Regions from separate parts of the Sus scrofa genome. Here region 2 is linked to region 1. The links are chromatin contacts, called in public HiChIP or PLAC-seq maps. All regions are on one chromosome and are shown on one strand. Each heading gives the region's core, a stretch centred on a gene start, on an enhancer-like site or on the middle of the called end of the contact. The rest is flanking DNA. Distances are from core to core; before and after follow the strand shown. Region 1 has its middle 30 kb from the start of AHR. Region 2 overlaps LOC110255481 (a long non-coding RNA gene).

Region 1 (3,984 bases), core at 1,018-3,517:
TTGAATTTGGTCAAGGCATAGTGGTCTTCCCGCAGACTCAGCCCCACCATAAGCTTCCAGGTACTTGACAACACAGCTACTGAACCTCGACTATTGAGCTCCGTGGAACAGCTCCCAGCCTCACTCTGCTTCCACATGCCCCCCTCAAGGCACACAAGCAGGATGTTCTGATAGGGAATATACAGAAAGTAGATATAGAAGGAAGCCCAACTCAGGTCTTCTCTCTGCCTAATGACTCTCCACCAGCAAGTTATTTGCTACTTTGGGTCCAGATTAATACAAAGCCTTTGAGGACATCCTGGCTCATATCAGACACCTTCTCCCATTAGGACTGGAGCCTGGAAAGGGGAACTCTAGCTGTAAGTGCCTCTCTGCCTTCCTCTACCTGCCCCTCCCTTTCTCTTCCTATCAACCCTTGGGACCAAAAAGATTTTCTCTCTTCCTCTTTCTTTTTGACTAGAGCTTTTTTTTTTATTTTTTATTTTTTATTTATAGTCAATTTTGCTAGGCTGGCTTTTAGACTTTTTAAAAGGAGAAATAAAATAATTTAGAAAATGTCCTCAAAGTCTGGCTTCAAGACTGTTGTCTACATATTGCCTTTGGGAAATTTGTCTTTTCTTTCACCTTTCTGCTGCAACTCTCCTCATCTCCCTTCACTCCCAAGACCGTCTAGGGAAACAGCTATTCACAAGGAAGTAAAAAAACATAAGCACATTACATTTTTCTAAATGTGACATCCATTATATGTAGTCTCATATAATACAATGCTAGTGGGAAAATGTCTAGATTATATTTCCATGCTTTTTGAAATTCTTTTAAAAGAAAACTAAAGTTTGTTTGACCTTTGAAATTCTACTGCCAATTTTTAAAAATTTATTTATTATTATTATTTCCACACACACACTTTTTTTTCCCACTGTACAGCATTTCTTTCAAAAAAATTTTATTTAAGAGCAGATTGGGAGGTACAGAGATTCCCCATGTCCTCCTGCCCCCACACATGCATAGCCACCCCTATTATCTGCATCACTTACCAGAATGGTAGATTTTTTTTTTTCCCCAAGGATAAACCTACATTGACATATCATAATGACCCAAAGTCCATAGTTTACCTTAACATTCCCTCTTGGTGTTGTATAGCCTATGGATTTTAACAAATGTATAATGATAATGTATCGTCACTATAACACAGAGTATTTTTACTGCTCTAAATTTCCCCCACACACACACCTTTTTCTTTTTCAGCTACACCCAAGGTATATGGAAGTTCCTGGAATCAAATCTAAGCTGCAGCTGCAACCTGCACCACAGCTGTGGCAACACTGGATTATTAACCCACTGCGCAACAGCAGGAACTCCTAAAATGCCCTTTTGATTATTTTTTCTGTGTTTGCATATTTTCTTTCTAGGTAACATTCCCTAGATTTACATTCCCTAATTTTCTGGTGTTCTAAAAACACAGTGTTTACTTTTACTATTAAGTTCATATTAATTTCTGCATCCAAAAGGTAAAATCTGAGTTTATATAAGTTTCGAACCAAATGTATTAGCACTTAAATGTCCCATTTGAGCTTCATTGTGTTTATTTATTTTCTTTATGGCACTTCGGTTCACAGCAATGATTTTAATCCAAAATATTGGCCTTTCAAAGTGCCAGTTCTACCATTTGTAATCCATACCCTACTTCTTCATAGAACACTGTTTGGTCTTATCTGTAAACTTAAGATGCCTTTTATTTCCCTGATAGTATTTGATTACATTTACCTATTGAGTTTTTAAGTGTTAAACAACATCTTTGTGTTTATATTAATAGGTGGTTCATTTTTTCTGAACTCCTTTTGGTAGAGTTGGTGATTCTACTCCAGTTCTTTTTAAACTCTTAAATTAAATTATAGATACATTTTTTAGCAAAGGAAAAAATTTAAATTTGAGGTTATACACTGCAAGCTCTAGAGTAAGTGAACCAAAAATTCAACTGTGTGACTTAATCATTTTAAAAGTGGTAGGCACTGTTTTGACTAGAAGTACAGTCATACCAGTGGGAAAGGATGTTTGAACTAGAAGGTATAGACATAAACTCATTTTAATTTCTGGGCATCATCCTTAGCTGTTTTATCAGATTACCATGTATAGCAACTTGCCATTCTGTGGTTAATCACTTCTAAGACTATAAATGTCGAGAAATGCCAGACTGTCACCTTAGACTCCAAAGTGTGAATGTTTTGTGTATATGTGGTTTCATACCCAAGTGAGTCATTCTGCCAAGAACCTTGAGAATATCAGTCCCGTCTAGACATTTCAATCTTAGTGACTGACACACCAGCCCTAGCATAAGATTATGTATCATTAGAAAGAGGATGTAGGTTTAAAATGGTTCTGTGCAAATACAGATATTTTATTCTTTAACCCACAAAATCTTGACTAGCCATTTCCTCTGCAAAACCTTTCCATTCCATTTTTTATTATCAATTGTATCAACAATAGCTCATCAGTAAACCTCTTATCTTTACAATAATCTCTGCCTGTCCTATTTGTATTTCCAGCATGTACTGTGATGCTTGCTTTAGTAATGTCATTAAAAATCTGTTGAATTAACACTGACTTCAAGAATTTACAGGAAAGCCATAGTGTTTGCACCTCTAGTATTTATTCCAACTGTTCTTTTCTTCAGTCTTTTCCCTAAGTATTTCTTGGAACTTCTAGGAATTAGTCACTGGTTTACACAATGTCGTCTTATTTTATTAACTAGCAGATATTAAATAGTTAGAATATATGAATGTTACTGTTATCAGATTCTTTGTTTTATAAGACAATCAAGTTAAATGCAAGATATTCCTCAAGTCTGGGGAAGTATTTTTGGGAATATCAGTCAATTTAGCATGAATAAATCTGCTTGTGATAGTCATGGTGATTAAAATGGAAGTTTGGAAAATACTCAAAGCTACCCCTTAGGCCCTAATCTCTAGAAGCTTTTAAATTTGGAATCAGCTGGTAAACACATTACGAATCCAACACACTTTTCGTTAAATATTTTGAGAGCAAGATATAGAAGGATATATACTAAAGATATAGCCTACCCAAAATTAAATGGATATTTTTTCTCTTTAGTGAGAAAAGGGCTAATTCTTCATTGGATGAGGACACAAAATTCCTTTGAAATCACCAAGAGTAGCATTCTTTAGAAGGATAGATATGAACACAAAAATTATAATGGTAGGTATAGTAGATGCAAACTATTGCAGTTGGAGTGGGTAAGCAATAAGATCCTGATAGCACAGGGAACTATATCTGGTCACTTGTGATGGAGGATAATGTGAGAAAAAGAATGTATATATACATATGAATATGACTAAGTCACTCTGCTGTACAGCAGAAATTGACAGAAACACTGTAAATCAACTATAATAGAAAAAAATTAAAATCTTATCCAAAAAAGGGGGGTAGGTATGAAAATGTATAGAAAGGAATATCCTATTTGTGTGGGGGAAGAGTATGATAGTACCTTTTGAGTTTTGAAAATATAAAAGAAAAATTGCCTAGTGCTTTAACTAGACCAAAATTCAGGCTGCTCTTCAGCTATATTGGCTGGTATAGAGCTGTTTCCCTGCTTTATTTCCCCTGCGCATTTTCATGGACAGTAGCCTCCTTAAAATCAGGCCACTAACTGGCAAATGCCCAGGGGTCTCCAGTTGTTAGGGCTTGCTTCGGTTCTGATTCATCTAGGCCCTTACAGCGTCCCCTGCTGGGATGTTTTTGCTTAGGTCTGACAAGCATGATGTGTGGCATGATTTAAGGCAAACCTGAATGAGTGTTCAGACCAGCACTCCAGGGAACAGACAGGACAGAGGACCCTGCCCCTCCACTGCCACTAGGCCAGCGTCCACACCTGAGGGACAGCTTCACTCCTCTCAACTCTAGTGCTCCACAAGAGATCTCCACTGCTCCCCAGTGACTCAGATATGACTCCTTTGTGTTTGCAAGCTA
Region 2 (4,042 bases), core at 1,320-3,819, 370 kb after region 1:
TTGTAGAGGCCAGGTTAAGTTGAAAAAGTTCTGCCCCTGGACATAATAAAAAATTCTCTTAATGCTATGGCCGAAGGGTTTTGCTGATCATTTTAAAGAGTAGCAAAGAAGTTATTTGCCAATTGAGGAGACAACTATTTTATGCCTTCTTCTACATGAGATGGTCTCTTCTTGAACAGACAATTTCTAAGTAATCTGCAAAGGAAATAGTTTTCATGTAGGCTACATCTATACATTTACCAAATCTGCACTTCTCCTATTCACCAGTCACTACTAAATTCCATCTTCTTATGCTACACCGTCATAGCCCTGCCTCCTGACCTTCTGCACAATCATCCAAAATAAAATGTTAGCTCTTTATTCCTGTGCACACACAAAAATGTTGTCATGGTTTCTAATTGGCTTGCAAATTCAAGCCACTCTCCAGACACCAATCCACACTGTGTAGTTTTATATTCCACTATTTCCCATACCATGGGCTTCAGTCTGTTTACACCCTCTACTACTAGCATGGAATTCTAGTTCCCATTGTAATCACTTTACTCATTCACTTGCCTCCCCTAGAATTCTCTGCTCTCAACTCCACTACCTATTCAGATTCTACCCATACTTCCAGATTCACCTGCAGCTGTATCTGAGAGCTTCAAGTGTTAAAGATCTCTCCTGCCCTTCTCAATGGGACTTAGGATCATCTATTGATCAAATGCACAAGTTAATCATAAAACAGCAAAATAAATAGTTTTAATCATGATAATCAAATTAATATGATTTCTGTGTAGGCAGTTCACCTTCAGTTAGTACCCAACAGCAGTAATCAGCACTTCTCCCCATTAGTAGAACTCAGATTCTCAAAATCAACTGCTTTTCAAAATCATCTCTAAAGCCTATATAAGAATGGAGGTCTAGACCCCTCCCTGAGATTACAATTCAGACGGTCCAAAGAAAATAGTTTCCAGTAACTCTGCACATATTTCTGATACCCACCCAGGTCTAGCACATTGTTTTTCCAAGGAAGATTCCAGTTGACTGCTTATCAATTGACATACAAATGACTCCACAATGATTCAAAGAAGTGATAGGAAAAACAGGCGATTGGGGTTCATCTACTGATTCAAAAAAAAGGCAAAAAGTTTTGCCTTATTAAATTCACCAGCCTGAGAGTTCCCAATGTGGCTCTGTGGAATCAAATCTGACTAGTATCCATGAGGATGAAGGTTTAATCCCTGGCCTTGCTCAGTGAGTTGGGGATCCACCGTTGCCGTGAGCTGCAGTGTAGGTCGTAGATTCGGCTTGGATCCTATGCTACTTTGGCTGTGGTGTAGGCCAGCAGCTGTAGCTCTGATTCAACCCCTAGCCTGGGAACACAGGCTGTGGGTACAGCCCTAAAAAGAAAAAAAAAAAAATTCATCAGACCCTACACAGGTGATTGCACAGCAGGATATTAGGTTATTTTTAGGCAGAAGGAATGGTATATACACTGAGTCATGGCCAATGGAAAGATTTTAGAACAACATAGAAATGCTCATGCCATTAAAATGACTTAGTTAAGCCATCATTACTTCATTGCTGCAGTTACCCAAACTGGCAGAGGTTCCCTATCCTAACTGTGCCTAGAGTAATCTGCCAAGAAATGTATATACACATTGGCCCACTTAACCAGAAATTTGCAGAATGGGATCTGGAGAATCTATATTTTCAATAACTCCAGGTGATTCTTTAGAGAAGAAAGATTTGAAAATCTCAGGCCATTCCAAGGTCTTTCTCTATTCCCTTTAGTCAGATTTTGCCTTAAAGGAGCTGCCTGGTAAATCTTAAGCCATTTCCACTAGACCTTCCTGATAGGAGATCTTTCCAATGGCATTCCAGATATCCATAACGAAGTAATAAATGATGGCTTCGATGAAGACAAAAATTTGGTTTGCGTTAGCTGATATTCTTTCATCTTTCCAATGGCCATCACAATGATGGCTTAACTAAGTCATTTTAATGGCATGAGCATTTGTATGTTGTTCTAAAATCCTTCCACTGGCCATGACTCAGTGTATATACCACTCTTTCTGCCTAAAAATAACCTAATATCCTGCTGTACAGACAATTAAAAAGCAGCTGAAAAGTTTAACTACTTCATTGAGTAAACATCTTAACTGGGTACTCATCTCATGAGCTACCCTTTCTTTAAATATACTTGCAGACAGTTTTCCTTCAATTGCAAAAAAAAAAAAAAATCTCCATTATGAAACTTTCCTTTCAATTATAACACAGGAGATATTTTGATGTACACCAACCGACAAAAAGAGTGTTTGCCAGTTGGTGTGTTTCCCTTATTATGTAAAATTGGAAATGGAAACTGCGGCCTTGATGAAAACACTGAAATTCCAGTAAGTAGGATTAGTCATACTTTTCGTGTACCAGGGTTAGATTTCCAACAGCAAGTAAAAGTTCCCTGAGCTACTAGTAGAAGAAAACATACTCCAATTAAAAGAAAAAAGAAGGAACTACACAGGCTTGCAAGAGCCAAAGCAGGGATGAGTAACATTTGACATTTGAAAGGCTGGAATCTGAGCAAACGCCTTTCTCCCAGAGGAGAAACTTCTCACCAAATAGTTGGCTCATTGTGGTATCTCGCTTTCTTTGAAACAGCAAGTCTCAAATCTTTAGGGAGAAGGCAAATTAATGAAAACCTTTTTGGCTTAACTCCTCACAGCCTGGGAACTGGTGTAATCAAATCAAGAAGTTCCAGCCAACTGAGATTTAAATTAGACCCTGGCCAGAGGAGTGGGAAGGGCCTCAGTTGTAACTGATTGTTGACAGGCCTGGGGCCCCTCCTGTGCTCCCTCAATGAGTGTCTGGGGGCTTTTTACTTCCACTCTTAATAAGGTCTCACTGTTTGAGAGCTAACATTTGGACCTCCTTCTTCGTCTTGAACATTAGAACAGTTACCCTTTCAACTGCAGGAAATATTTTCATATAAACACCAGAGCAAGTAGGTAAAAGGATGAGTCAGGGATCAAAAAAATCTGCACTGTCACCCCCATAATTCAGAGAGAACGAGAGACAAAGGAGCAAAGAAATAGAGTAGACCTTTAGACGTTCCTAAGCATTTAATTAAAGTAAGATTTATACACGTTCCATACGTCTCAGAATCCTTCAGATCAGCGGAGTATAAAATAACCCTTCCGCAACACGATGTTAAGTTTCTTAAATGCCAATGGCCAAATTTAGAGTATTTACGTGTTTTTCTTCCAAACCCTCTATGCACTCCAAGTAATCTCTTTTGAAGCCATCATATCCCCTCACAACTCACACAGAAAATTCAAGTCTTATTCTACTTCTTCTAAATCCTTCCCAATCAGATGAGCAAAAATTAGTAAGGTCTTAGTGAACCTGAGGCTAGGCCTGATGCCCTGCCCTGTTCCACCCACAAACAGGATAAAAACAAGAACCCATTGCCACCCTATCTCCCAAGCTAACAGTGTCCACGAACTTTCCTGGCACCTTACTGTTCCTTACATGGTTCTTCCTCCTCCTAAGTCAGTTTATAATGCATACTCCTGAATAAATGCTTGTATTAGTTTCCTAATACAAAGCACCAGAAAATGGGCAGCCTAAAACAGAAATTTATTGTCTCCCAGTTTTTGAGGCTAAAGTCTGAGATGAAGTTGTTGGCAGGGCTGGTTCCTTCTGAGGGCTGTGAGGGAAGGCTCCATTTCAGGTCTCTCCACCTGGTTTGTAATGGCCATCTTCTCCTTGTCTCTTCATATCATCTTCCCTCTATGTGTATCCCTTTGTCCAAGTTTCCCCTTCTTACCAGGACAACAGGCATGCTGGATGAGAGCCTACCTTAATGACCTCACTTTTGCTTGGTTACCTCTATAAAGATGCTATCTCCAAAAAAAAGAAAAGTGACATGTTGAGTTCCTAGGGATAAGACTCCAAACATAAATTTTGGTCAAAATCCAACCCATTAAAATCCTCTACCTGACCTTAGACAGTAAACACTAATGCCTAACACTCTGAGAAGCAAGGATGCAAACACACCAGG

Evidence for each region. HiChIP or PLAC-seq counts read pairs in DNA pulled down with a chosen protein or histone mark.
Region 2: an H3K27ac HiChIP or PLAC-seq map of alveolar macrophages shows a contact between it and region 1. The contact joins two enhancer-like sites. A contact is called at or near these places in 1 of 47 Hi-C or Micro-C datasets (embryonic fibroblasts) and 1 of 2 datasets of contacts at active chromatin or transcription factors (alveolar macrophages).

The regions. Positions count from the first base shown.
Region 1 is chr9:86,479,869-86,483,852 of Sscrofa11.1, forward strand. No RefSeq gene overlaps it. Among named protein-coding and RNA genes, the nearest start is that of AHR, 30 kb to the right of the region's middle. Within about 2 kb of position 2,268, at least 4 of the 83 cell types and tissues checked have an H3K27ac peak or open chromatin away from gene starts, as enhancers often do. A contact at or near this core is called in alveolar macrophages, where this site is marked.
Region 2 is chr9:86,851,607-86,855,648 of Sscrofa11.1, forward strand. The region is part of intron 1 of LOC110255481 (a long non-coding RNA gene); the gene reads right to left. Among named protein-coding and RNA genes, the nearest start is that of SNX13, 230 kb to the right of the region's middle. Within about 2 kb of position 2,570, at least 9 of the 83 cell types and tissues checked have an H3K27ac peak or open chromatin away from gene starts, as enhancers often do. A contact at or near this core is called in alveolar macrophages, where this site is marked.